Linked DNA regions of Mus musculus: region 1 is linked to region 2. The links are chromatin contacts, called in public promoter capture Hi-C maps. All regions are on one chromosome and are shown on one strand. The core of a region is the stretch at or near the end of the contact, and the rest is flanking DNA. Distances in the headings are between cores, read along the strand shown. Region 1 overlaps Gm36090 (a long non-coding RNA gene). Region 2 holds the start of Wfdc5 (WAP four-disulfide core domain 5).

Region 1 (7,036 bases), core at 4,191-6,690, 360 kb before region 2:
GAGTCAAAAGAGGCTAATTCAGATGGACATCATTTTAACAAACTATAGTTAATCACCATGCTCTGGGGTGGTTCATTGTACAGCCATAAACACTGTCTTAGTCAGGGTTTCTATTCCTGCACAAACATCATGACCAAGAAACAAGTTGGGGAGGAAAGGGTTTATTCGGCTTACACTTCCACACTGCTGTTCATCATCAAGGAAGTCAGGACTGGAACTCAAGCAGGTCAGGAAGCAGGAGCTGATACAGAGGCCATGGAGGGATGTTCTTTACTGGCTTGCCTCTCCTGGCTTGCTCAGCCTGCTCTCTTATAAAACCCAAGACTACCAGCCCAGGGATGGTCCCACCCACAAGGGGCCTTTCCCCCTTGATCACTAATTGAGAAAATGCCTTACAGCTGGATCTCATGGAGGCATTTCCTCAACTGAAGCTCCTTTCTCTGTGGTAACTCCAGCTGTGTCAAGTTGACACAAAACTAGCCAGTACAAACACCATAGAGATAAACCATATGAGATCTCTGTTCCCATGGACCACAGGCCTGTAGAGATCAGCAGATAAATTATAGTGAGAGCCCCCATCGCCAACAAATGCCATAAAGAAAGCAGTCTGAGTCATGTGCGTGTAAGCTGAAGGTGAGAAATCCAGGAAAGGCTCTCTGAGAGAGTGACGTTTAATCTGAGCTCCGAATTGTCACACAGACATCTAGGGAGGGCCTGTGAGTTATAGAGAAAAGGTTAAAACAAGTCCAAACACTTCCAGCCAGAAACGAGGAGCCCTGGGTGCAGAGGCAGACAGAAAACTTGCATGGCTGGGACAGAGGGGACAGAGATAAAATCAAAAAGGGGGGGGGGAGAGAAAGAAGGAGAGAGGGAGAGAGGAGCAGGAGAAGGGAAGGGAGAAGGAGGAGAGGGAGGGGAGAGTAGGGGAAGGGGGGACAAGGTTATGTTCGACCCTGAAGACTGTATTGAACCATATGGGATACCTTCTATATGCAATGGGGAATCATAGGCTAGTTTCAATTGGGAAGTGAGGTTACAAAATTATCCAGTTTGTAATTTTTGAAAATTATATGGTTGCTCTAAAGAATAAATTACAAGAGAGAAGCTGTAAAAACTGGAGAATTGTAAGGTTGATTTTTTGTTTTGTTTTGTTTTGTTTTGTTTACTGTTGTCTTGGCAAAGGATTGGTACTAATGACCTCTTTTATTGGCCAAAGGAACAAACAGGAAGCCTTTGGTCCTAGTCAGTCTGTTACATCTAGAAGACAGATCTGACTGACTGGACTGCACCCTGAGGTGAAGTTACACGGATGTGGTTACCTCCTTGTGTGTGTTACCAGTGTACCAGCCTATCCTGCTACCCTTTCCTGTAATGGGGAGGCTGGGGACACACAGAACTTCCGAAAAAGCCACAGCCCTGACAAAAGGAAGCATGCTGGGGACGGGAGAGATCTCCTGTCCCTGAGAGTGATGTGGGAGTGTTGAAATGCAACAGTATTAAATGTACAGTGATTTCGGAAGTGAAGGCTGAGGACTAGAGGGTGCGGTTTGTAGATTGTTTGCCTAGCATGCAGGGGGCCTTGGGTTTCACCCCTAGCACCACACAAACCAGGTGTGGTAACCCTCACCTGCAGACTTGGCAGGAGGGTTTGAACTTCAAGGTCATCCTTTCCTTAGTTACTTAGAGAGCTGGAGGCCAACCAGGGATATATGAGACATTGCCAGAGGGAGGGAGGGAGGGAGGGAGGGAGGGAGGGAGGGAGTGAGAAGAGAAGGAGAGAGAGAGGGGAAGGGACAGAGGGTGGGAAGAAGGGAGGAAGGAAAAGAGAGGGAGGGAAGGAGAGAGGGAGACCCAGAGGGAGAGGTGGAGGAAAGGAGTGGGGGGCGGGGGGAGAAGGGAGGGAGGGGAGGCAGAAGAGAGAAACGGTGTCTCTCCTTTGCTTGGCTGAAGGAGGTTTTTGCTTCAACTAACAGAGCTTAGTACAAGTAGCTTAGTACAGAGCAGTACAAGTAAATGATGGAGCTTTCTCACAAAAGCTCAGAAAGGGCGGTTTCTGCTCTTTTCACCAGAGCTCTTGGAACCTGAGCCTGCCTGGAGTTAGTCTAAAGAAGCCTCAGTCCTAGACCTAAGAGGCTAGTTCACTCACACCCTACCAGCTCTTCGTGCCCAGGACATATTTGTGTGTGTGTTGATTTCTGGGTTTGTCTCCATGGGAGTCTGACATAATAGACAGCCTCAGGCACCTACCTCAACCGCTGCACTTCTGAGCACACATTCCTTAGTGCTATGACTTGAGGTCTTTCCCTCCAAAGTTCAGTCACAACCCATTAGCAATGAGATGATGTGGAGTGGCCAAGCCAGCTCTGAGACTGAGGCAGGTTTAATTTTTTACCAATCTGCTTTTATACCATTTTAACTACATGCAAGTATTAAAGTCAGCTCTAGGTTGTGAAACAAGCAAGGCACAAAGTCCTGTGATCACTCCCTTGAGGTCTCTGTTTTTAAGGGCTTATCAGGATGGCCAAAATATCTGAGCCTACTTTCCTGTCCTAGCCTCAAATCAGATTCTTGCCTGAAGCCTAGTTCTTTGGTCCACCCAAAACTAGATTCCTGCCTGAGCTTACTTCCTTGCCATGGTCTAATGTCAGGTTCCTGCATGAAGCCCATTTCCTTGTCCTTGGCCAATGTCAGACTGCTGCCAAGCAACCCCCAAAGCTATCCACAGTCGAGCTGTAAAAGATGTTAGATTAGTCCAGCAAGATGGCTCCTCTGGGAAAGGAACTTGCTCCACAGGCGTCGAGACCTGATTTCCATCCTCAGAATCCAGGTAAAGGCAGAAGAGGACCAACTTCACAAGCCTGCCTTGACTGTGGCACAAACCACATACATACATCACACTCATGCAGTAATGGGAACCAAGACTTTTTAAGATGTGTAAGTCGTAAAAGTAACTTTCATTGTCCTTGCTGGTGAATGAGCTTGCCCCATTCTAGTTCTTTCTAATCTTTGCCTGGCTGGTCACCTCATCTCTTCTGACTCAAACTCTTCTCCAAGCTGACTGATACAGTCTAGCTTCTCTGAGTTTCTGACTTAATTGCTCTGCTTGGCCTCTTTCTAACTGGCAATCTGTTCTAATCTTCTGGTTCTTTCTCATTCTCTGGCTTGTTCTATCTTTACCTGCGTCTGAAATGCTCTCTTTCTGCAACTTGTCTCTGTACCACTGCCCCAGTAAGACTGCCTGCCTCTTCTTTCTTCTGTCTGCTCTCTTAAGTAGTTTCCCTTTCCTCTCTCAGTTGGGCAGATCCTAGTCTGTCAAATCTTTCCCTGATTCATCACTTTGTCTGCCACTCAATTAGACAACACTTTCAAACATGGATGCTTCCTTCTACAAACTTGCGGGAAGTGGGTGTGGCCGTAGGCCCCGTGAAACCCACTTGTTTACTGCCTTGCCCGAGCATGAGCATGCGCAGTGAGGTTGCATGCGTGGGCTGCCTGCCAGGCTGGACAGTTCCTAATGATCCAGACCTGTCAGCCTATCAGTGACCGACCTGAGCTAGTGCCTGGCTACAAACTAACTTTACTTTGTTGTTTGGGATTAGAGGTATGCACTAAAGGTGTGTCTGTATTCCAGCCAGGAAGATTAAAGGTGTGTGCTGGGGGCTGAGCCATGCTACAGCAAGAAAAACAGCTTTTTTTTTTTCCTTTTTCCAGTAAATAACACGATCTTGGGGTTCATGGTGTGTTCAGATATCCCGCAACAGCAAGTCATTCAGACGATCAGTGCTGCTCTCTTAGCAGGGGACACTCCTCAAGCAGGACTGGATTAATCCATGGGAGCGAGCAGCTGAGCCGTGAGAAGCCAGAAAGCCTGATGTGGTCCACCCCTTTCCCTGGAATCACTCCTTTCCATGTGGGCTGAATGCCCACGTGCAGCTGTCTGATCTCAGGATTTCTATCATCCAGAGTGTGAGTCAAGATAACACTCTTTCTTTATAAACTCCCCACTCTCAGTGTAAACTAACACACACACACACACACACACACACATACACACAGAGCCTCATTTTGGGCAGTAGCAACAAGTACCCTGCAGAAAAGCTGGGCATCATCAGCTCTCTGAAGCTGAGGTTGTTCATGGCTCACAGCTCTGCCCATGGAACACAGGCTGTATGTCCTAGTGAGGGTTGCCCACCTCCAAATAAAGATGTGAAAAAAAAAATCACAGAAAGGAAGTATTAAAGCACCTCCATTTTATTGGGAACAGAGGCATAATGTGTAAAGACCAGCTGTTGTGTGACCAACCATAAGGTGACAAGCAGGAACAGGGAATCATTGTGAGCTGGACATCACTGGGTCCTATCAAGAAAGATGCCAAATGAGGATCGCGTGTGCCAGACTGCTTCATACACAAGACAATTAGACTCTCTACTTACTTAAGCCATGGTCAGGTTTTCCATGGCTCGATGCTTTCCGAGGTCATGTAGAGAGTTACCAGTTCCCTAAGCCTGCTGTCACAAAATTCCATAAACAGGGAAATTTAAACAATAGGAACTTACTCTCCTTCACTTTCCTTTGGAGAGTCAAGACCAAGATGTGGCAGAGCTGGTTCCTTCAGATGTCTGTGAGGAGTCTTGTTTCTTGTCTCTCCCCCACCCACCACCACCTATTTCCTGGTGGCTTGCTGACAAACATTGCTATCTCTGGATGTAAAGGTCCATCACCACCCCCACCACCCCCATCCCCCATCTCTGGCTGCATCCTCACCGCTGCCCTCCCTGGATGCATGTCAGCCTCGAGTCCTCTTTGTATAAGGGCTCCATTCTGATTGGACTAAAGCCCACTCCGGAACTACAATTCCACCTGATTCCCTCCCCCATAAACATCGCTTTGAATAAGGTATCATTCTGAGCTCCTGAAGTTCAAAATGAAAGCCAGGGACGGGGAGGCTACCATTCAAGCCATAACGGAAACCACTGTTGTGTGTGCTCAGTTCAAATCGTTTCCGCAGATTCTCTGGAAGCTCCAGCGGGGTTGGCCCAGCTCCTGGCTTCCTCTCCTGGCAACAGCCTCAGGTCTTTTTGATGAATTGAATGAGAAGTGGAGCCCTCAGGTCCAGTCCTGATCCTGCAGGTAAGGTGTGTGTGACTTGCCTCAGTCTCTACCTCTTGCCAAACAGCTTGCCAAACAGCATCACTCATCACAGAACCAGCAATTACATTTAAATGGCTGCTTTCTCCAATGGCCTGAGGGCTCTCATAGAACAGGGCTTGAGCTAGTGAGTTCACCTCCTGCTATGGCTCCCAAGCCTAGGGACTCAGGAAACAAACCCAAGGAGTCTCTAACCCACACTGGTGTGTGCCCTCTGTGTACTAGAGACACAGATGTTGGCCTCTAGGAGTTTGCCACCCTGGGTGGGGACAAACACAGACCGAATAAGATTCTATGCTCCTTGTAGGGGGAGGGACCAAAAGGCAGTGAAGTGAAGCACTCACCAGAAAGTCAGGCAGGGCTTTCTGGGGAGCTGAGCTGGGAATTATCCCAGCAGCTCAGAGAATGTAAACACTTGGAGATCAGAGGGCTTTCTGACATTTTGAGATGAAGCAGAAAAAAAAAGTCATGGAAGGAGAGATGGGGCCAGGGGCTGGGGCGGAGGGGGTGGGGGGCACGGGGTGGGAGGCACGGGGTCAGGGGAGAAGGTGGGTGATGAAGGAGCTTGGTTCTGATGCACTCCTCAGATAGAATCAGAGGAATGTCAACAGGCTGTGTGGTTAGTGATAGGATAGGAGCTGCTGAGGCGGTGGCTGTGGGATAGAGAAAAAAAAAATACTGGAATGAGATGCTAGGGATATGTCCTATATTCAATGGTTTGGGGTTTGTTTTTTTTTAAGATTTATTTATTATTTATTATATGTAAGTACACTGTAGCTGTCTTCAGACACTCCAGAAGAGGGAGTCAGATCTCTTTATGGATGGTTGTGAGCCACCATGTGGTTGCTGGGATTTGAACTCCGGACCTTCGGAAGAGCAGTCGGGTGCTCTTACCTGCTGAGCCATCTCACCAGCCGGGTTTGGGTTTTTTAGTTGTTGTTATTTGCTTTTTGAAATCTCCCCCCTCCCCCAGAGTCTCATTTTATAGCCCAAGCTGCACTTATTCTCATCATCATCCTTCTCCAGCCTGCTGAGTGTTGGGATTACTAGCACGTGCCAGTCATAACTGGCTGGATGGCTCAATTGGAGATGTTGAAGAACAAGCACCCTTTTGCTTGGTTCTGAAAAGCATCCCTCCTCCTGTGCCTAGGGTCAAGGCTCAGCTAGGGGCTGCAGCTGTTGGAGAGCTAGTGAACACCCAGGTCTAATAACAAAGGAAGACTCAAGGTCCTAAAGCCTGAAGTCTAAAGGAAGGAGAAACCAACGTGCTCACCTCCAGGGCTCCGGAGAGCACAGTGGACCTTTGAGTCACTGGGCAAACGTGAATCCTACCGAGGACCTGGTGTTAGGGATGGAGCCATAATTAAGACATAAGCCCTGCCCCTGAGACTTGATGGAGAATGTTGGTTTGAAGGGTTTTTCAGGAACCCTAGGGCAGGTGAAGGAGATGAGAGATGAAGGAGGCTATTCCACCTGCCTTGGGAATGAACACGCAGAGGAAATAGCACCTGAACTCACTGGGTATGTGGAGAGATATTGAGAGACATGCAGCGAGGGGAAATATTCTCCACCTAGCCTGGAAGAAAAAGGGGGAGGGGGAGGGAGAAGGAAGAAGAAGAAGAGGAGGAGGAGGAAGAGAAGGAGGAGGAGGAGGAAAAAGAATGATGATGTTGGAGTCCATGCCCAGTGAATTCAGTAACCCATGATAGAAGTGTGGAGTCAGCAGAAAGAAGGCCTCTGACCACCTGTTGAGGTTCAAGCAAATGGTCCCGAATAGATCCAGCCGTCTTCATTTATACAGAATTTCAGAGCATTCAAACATATGCCATTTCAAATTTTCCTTTAATCATTATCCAAGAATATCCACAAGTACTTATTAAATTTCATT
Region 2 (6,328 bases), core at 3,775-6,274:
AGTCCTCTGCAAGGGCAGTATGAGCTCTTAACTGCTGAACCATCACTCCAGCCCCACAAAGTCATTTTTAGAACAATAAGGAAAATAGAAAGCAAACACAGCCGGGCATGGTGGTGCACACCTTTAACCCCAGCACTCAGGAGGCAGAGACAGGCGGATTTCTGAGTTCGAGGCCAGCCTGGTCTACAGAGTGAGTTCCAGGACAGCCGGGGCAACACAGAGAAACCCTGTCTCAAAAACAACAACAACAACAAAAAGCAAACACAGAGGCAGATGATTAGGTGTGACAATGACAAATTCAGTTCTCCCCTTTCTTTCAGAGTTGATAGAGGGTTTTGCGATGTAGTCCAGGCTAACCTGGAACTTGGATCCTGCTAGCTGCACACCCTGGGTGCTGGGAATGTAGGAGTGCATCACCACACTCAACCTAAATGATCATATCTTAGAGACCCATACTGAAATATCTATGATGTGTTGGGTTGACTTGAAATTTTAAATTTCAAAAAAATAATAGTTTGGATGTACACAAGAAGAAATGTAAGATGTTCCTGTTGAGTTTGGAATGCACAGAGTTTCATAAAAAGGGTTACTGTTCTCCTGTATGTTTTTGGAATGGTGATAAAAAATGTTATAGCAAACAATGAGTTGGGTTTTTTTCCCAACTTAACAAAATAATCGAGTTCATATGGGGCAGTGAAAGACTGTGATGTAAGAGGTAACAATGTAAATTAGTAAAATTCATGGATACCAGAAGTCGCTTAAACATAATGTAGCTGTAACTCTTACAACAGAAGCACTGGATCACAAATAAGGAGGAGGAGGAGGAAGGGGAGGAGAAAGAGGAGAGAGAGGAGAAAGAGGAAGAAGGGCAGAAGGAAGAGGAAAATGAAGGAGAGGATAATGAGGAAGAAGAGGAGGAGGAAGAGGAGGAGAAATAATGAAAAAAGAACAAAAAATTCCCAGCAACAGCATGGATGATGTAATAGTAAACTTCACTTGTCAACCTGACACAACCTAGAATCACCTGCAACGTCTCAGTGATGGACTGATTATCTATGTAAGGCTGACAGGTGGACACGTCTATGGTGGGTTATCTTATTTACATTATTGATATGGGAAGACCCAGCCCACTATGGGCAGTACTATGAGTCCCGAACTGTGTAAGGGCGGAGCAATAAAGCTGAGCACAAGGAAGCAAGTATGTATGTGTTTCCCTCTGTTCCTGACTGCAAATGTTATGTAACGCATCTGTCTTGACTTTTCCATCCGCATGCCTTGACTGTCCCACGATGGACTGTAAACTGTGAGCTAAAAAAAATTGAGAAATGGCTCAGCCATTTAGAGTACTTGTCCAGGCAGAAAACCCAGGTTCAAGTCAATTTCCAGCCCCTGTGGAGTATATCACAACCTCCTGTAACTCCAGGTCCAGGGAATCCTGTACCTTCTTCTGACTCCTCAGGCATTGAGGTCACGTGAAGTACATACATTCACACCAGCGAAACATGCATCTGCATAAAATAAAGATAAAGAAACCTTTTTATAAAGAGAGAAAGGTCAACACAGTATCAAAGTACATACATTATATGCATCTATGGAAGTCTCATAGTGAAATCTTTTCATTCGTACAACTGAATGATATTCAAATAAAGGAAGCAGATATAAGTGGAAACGGTGATTTGATTATCCTAAAATTTAAATCTTTGGTACAAGTCCTCCTCCCCAAAAAGAAAGAGTCACTTGAAATAGAGAATTAGAATAATCATCATCACTTATCAAATGAATTCTGTTCTCAAAACTGGCTTATAAGATACATATTATCTCGGTCTCTCTTACAGAAGAACAGCTGGGGTTATCAAAGTTCAAGTAGAGCTCGGTAACACTAAAATTCAAAACCAGGTTTGTTGTCCCAGCACAGATCCAGCAGCTGCTCCCTTACCTCTACCACTCTCACACACACACACACACACACACACGCACGTGCACACGCACATGCACACACACACACACGCATACACACACATACGCATGTGCACACACACACACACGCATGTGCGCACGCACACACACACGCACGTGCACACGCACACACACACGCATGTGCACACGCACACATACACACACACGCACGTGCACACACACACGCACACACACACACGCACGTGCACACACACACGCACACACACACACGCACGTGCACACACACACGCACACACACACACACACACCAGTCTAGCTCAAAAATAAAAATAAGAAGCCATCCAGCAAAACTTAATAAAATATGAAAGCAAGCTATTCACAAAGGGGGTAAAATAGCCTGTGGAAACATATGAGAAGTATTTATCCCCACCAATATTCCAAGGAAAGCCAATTAAGATGAGAAACTTTCCACTAGTGGGAGTTTTATTTAGTTGGGTTTTTTTTTTTTTTTAATATCCTGTGTTGGGTGTGTCCAGGAAAGATCTGGCCATGAGTGGCAGCAATAGATCTCTGGAGTGTGCTGTGTGAGCAGGGCTTTCTCTGCCTAGGACTCAGAGGGAGGGGTGGGTGGGTGGAGGGCAAGAACAACTGAATCTTATGGGTTTCACTTGGGTCCAGCACTTTCACCTGTGTCAGGAGAAATACACTGTGGCCGCCAACCAGAATTAAAAAGCTGGGGCAGGAGGCTTAGGATCGACCAAGGACAGATGTCCTGAGCAGACAGGATGGACAGATGTCTATGCCTGACAGTTGGAGGCTCCCATATTCCTTTTGACTTCTGAAATGAATATTGACCAGGCATATCTGCAGCCTGAAGAAATTTATTATTATGTTCTTTGACTTAGTATTTCCATTTAAACAAAATTTGAAAAAGTGTCTGAGATGTGACTTCGAAACTACATAGTGGGATTATTGTCATGTCTTTCTTCACAAAAATGAAAGATCAGACTTCTTACAGGAAAGAGCGGATCACGTGGACTTAGCCTCAGAAGGCGTGGTGTTTACAAAACACTTCACAGCACAGGAGAATTGTCCACAAAATAGTCTTCAGTGGACTAGCATGTTATCGATGGATGTGTACAATCTGTGGGGGAAACGTAGCCCATTAAAAACTCCCCACCAAAATAAAGCTACCAAGAATGTGCCAAAATCCCAAAATATCAACAGCCCCTACACAACGGCCCCTTTTCCCAGGGGCTTAGCAAACTGTATAAAAGATTCAGCTTGAAGCCACGCCCTTCCTGCTGGGCTGCCGCAGACTGGGAGGGGCAAGTGAGGCAAGCTCTGATCCTTTCTCAGGATCACATGATGTCCTCCTGCTTTTAATACCGAGGAACTAGGTGTGTGATGATGGAGCAGTCCACTCCCATCTCTGGCTAACAGGTTGCTCATCTTTTGGGAGAGCTTGGGGCAGGGCCTTGATTGTCCCAGTACTGATGGAGCCCTGTGCTCTGAAGTTTCCATTTGGGTCCCCCATGGGATGCTAAGCCTCAGCTACCCTCTTCCACGATTCGTGGAGCAAACACCACAGATGTAAAACTGAGGGTGGGTGCTTTCCTACCCCAGGAGCAGTACCTCAGCGCTTCCCTACAGCCAAGCACCCGCCCTGGAGGTGGTGTAGGATAAACATGTGGGTCAAACTCCCTGAGTTCTCCCTCCCCAAGCGGCTGTGCCCTGCAGCAGAGGCAGACACAACCCTACAGGTGGGTGGCTGGGTAAAAGAGGCCGAGGAAGGGGGTCTCAGTAACTCCTGCATTGATTCTAGCCAGAGAATTTAGCCAACCCGGAGCCATGTTGTATAGCCAAGCCAGCCCAGACAAAGGGCAGTGCCACTAGGTACCTTTGAAAGTGCCCTCCTCACGAATCTTTGTCGCTCTTCTATCCACAGGGTCCCAAGATGAAAGGCTAAGCCTGGCTTCATTCACCATGCCAACCTGAGCCAACTTCTCCAGAAAGAAACCCCAACCCTGGCACTTTGCAGTCCCCATTTTTTGGCACCATTCCTTGCCAATCGTGCTGATTCCCGCCCCTCCTCCAAGACACTGTGAGAGCTTCAAGACCTTAGAGAGTTGGGAAAGCAAATACCTCACTCAAACACCATCCTGCAGGCCGTCAATCAAGCCGAACACAGAAAGTACAGAAGCAAAAAGGACTTTGAGTCTTAGGAAATACGATCCTGGAGTTCAGAGTCTGGCTTAATGGTCTAAAGAAGGCAGGGGAGACGAGGGCTTCCCCTGGCACGAAGCGCTCACTTGCTACCAAGCAGTAAGGGCAAGGAGCTAGGCTGGGCCTAATGATGCATGGTTAGCTTCTCGGGAAAACTGAGGCAGGAACATCCCAACTCAGGGGACGGACTGAGCTACCGAGCAGCAAGTACACTAATCAGCCTAGGGAACTCAGCAAGGTGTGGCTGGTTTCAAAACTTAAAAAGTTAAAGAGATCAGGAATGCAACTCAGTGGTAGAACACTTGCCTAGCACTTGAGAGGCCCTGGGTTTAATCCCCAGTACAGGGGTTGGGTGGGTAGTCGGGATTAACAGGATTAGTGGCCAAAGGGAATCAATAGAAGAGTTTCATTCTTAGTAAGCGTATTCACAAAACAAGAAGTCAGTGTCATATCCTAGCACATCTTCATTCTCTGAGCACAACAAACCGGCCTGGTTCTACCAGATGTTCCAGATGGCTGTAGTCAGGCAGAGGGTGGAGAAGGCCGAGGTTCACATTCCCAGGCAGAGCCGGCCACGTGCCTTAAAGGAAAAAGTCTCTCTGTGTGGCTTTCATTATGACCCCTCTCTTCCTCTCCCCACAATATAGATGAGAAGACTGAGCCCCAGAGACGGGCAAGACTTACCCAACACTCAGAGGCCAAGTCAGCAATACAGGCAGAACTAGATCCATGTCCCTAACACAAGGAACCTTTGCTACCAGCTCTTTCACAAGCACCCCTTGCCCTAAGGACATCAGGCAGGGGTGGGAGGGTAGGAGGGTGGGAGGGACCCAGATCCGGGAAGCACAAGCCACCCTGGTCACCCTCTAGTCCTCTTCTGCTGACTCAACTGCTCTGGCATCTCTGAGACTGTAAATGTTAATCTGGGGGCCTCTGAGCTCTGAGCTTATTGGGTGCCACGAAAGAAACATGAGAGTCCAGAGCTCCCTCCTCCTGGTAGTCCTCCTGGCTTTGGAGACTCACTTGCCTGTTGCCTTGTGTAGAAAGAAGGGAGGTGAGTGTCATGAATCCCTGTGCTCTGAGCAGGTGGCTTCTGCCTTTCTGTGGAGAGTGGGGGGCTGTGGGAGAGCCAGTGATAAGTGGGGTGTGTGTTGTGTGTGTGTGTATGTGTGTGTGTCTTACTATCCGTCCGTCCGTCCGTCCGTCCATCCGTCTGTCTGTCTGTCTCAGTGCTCCCAGGAACCTGCATTTTGCATCAGGCTTGTTCGTGCTTGGGTCTTTACCTGTCAACTTGCCTGTGCCTACATTCACACCCGAATGTTTTTAAGGACACTCAGCTGTTTCTGTGTACATAGGTGCCTTCGTTTCTGTCTGAGCAGACCTCTATAGACACATGGTTATTGTGCCCAAGCTTACAGACAGGATGCATGTGTCACCGTGCCTCCCCGTATGGGGAAAACATCATGTGATTCCACCAATGGGGATTGTAGAAGGGACTTGGGGGCTAAGTAAAGAGTGTGGCTGCTGGGATCTGGGGTCTGATGGGAGGAATCTCTGCCTTTGTCTCTCTTGTTCCTTTCTCCAGCTTCAGTCCATTCCCATCCCTGATGAAGCTCGGGTTGGTTTGTTGACAGTGAGGGAGGCATAAGGGTTCTTCCACAGATGCCTCCCTGCGAAGGCGAGGCCATCCCTCCATCCTCCTCTGAGGCTGCTGGGCTTTGACCTACATTCACTTTTGGAGAGTTAGCCCTGCTTTAGGGGACAAGTATACAAATGGGGACAGAACCCGTCCTCCAAGACTGGGGCAGCCTGTGCGGTACAGGTAGATGGAGGTAGCGGGATTTACGTGGCACCCATTCCCTTTAGCCTGGATTATGCCTTCCTCGGAGGCACAGAGGAGAAGGCTTCCTCCCACGTGGAGGAAGAAAGGATGCTAGTAGGTTCCAAGGTCAGACCTTTTGTGGACTGTAACCCACTCAGCCATCACCCACAAGTCTTCACTACGGTGTCGTGAGCCAGCACTGTTTTTACCCCCATTTTACTGGTAAGCAAACCAAGGCATACTGCTTAACCAACTTCCAGTGCCGAAGACCAAGACAGTATCAAACGTGGTAACTGACGGTAGTACTTGTGAGTCAGAAAGGTTCCCTTCAGCAACTCACTCCCGTGAAACGGGGTCCACACT

What was found. Promoter capture Hi-C pulls out the DNA fragments that hold promoters and counts their contacts.
Region 1: a contact with region 2 is called in a promoter capture Hi-C map of the C10 cell line, with 4 times the contacts expected there. The contact joins the enhancer-like site here to the promoter of Wfdc5 in region 2. A contact is called at or near these places in 11 of 39 promoter capture datasets (the 3T3-L1 cell line, 3T3-L1-derived adipocytes, the C10 cell line and 6 more), 1 of 484 Hi-C or Micro-C datasets (embryonic stem cells) and 1 of 9 other capture datasets (pancreatic islet).

Annotation. Positions count from the first base shown.
Region 1 is chr2:164,539,220-164,546,255 of GRCm38.p6, reverse strand. It overlaps Gm36090 (a long non-coding RNA gene), which reads left to right. Exons shown (of 6, transcript XR_375205.4): 2 at 3,712-3,966; 3 at 5,009-5,130. Among named protein-coding and RNA genes, the nearest start is that of Gm36090, 6.6 kb to the left of the region's middle. Within about 2 kb of position 5,440, at least 16 of the 459 cell types and tissues checked have an H3K27ac peak or open chromatin away from gene starts, as enhancers often do.
Region 2 is chr2:164,181,438-164,187,765 of GRCm38.p6, reverse strand. It overlaps Wfdc5 (WAP four-disulfide core domain 5), which reads left to right and starts at 5,024. Exons shown (of 4, transcript NM_145369.3): 1 at 5,024-5,197. The coding sequence starts at 5,113. It overlaps A730032A03Rik (a long non-coding RNA gene), which reads right to left. Exons shown (of 4, transcript XR_003954086.1): 2 at 1,442-1,508.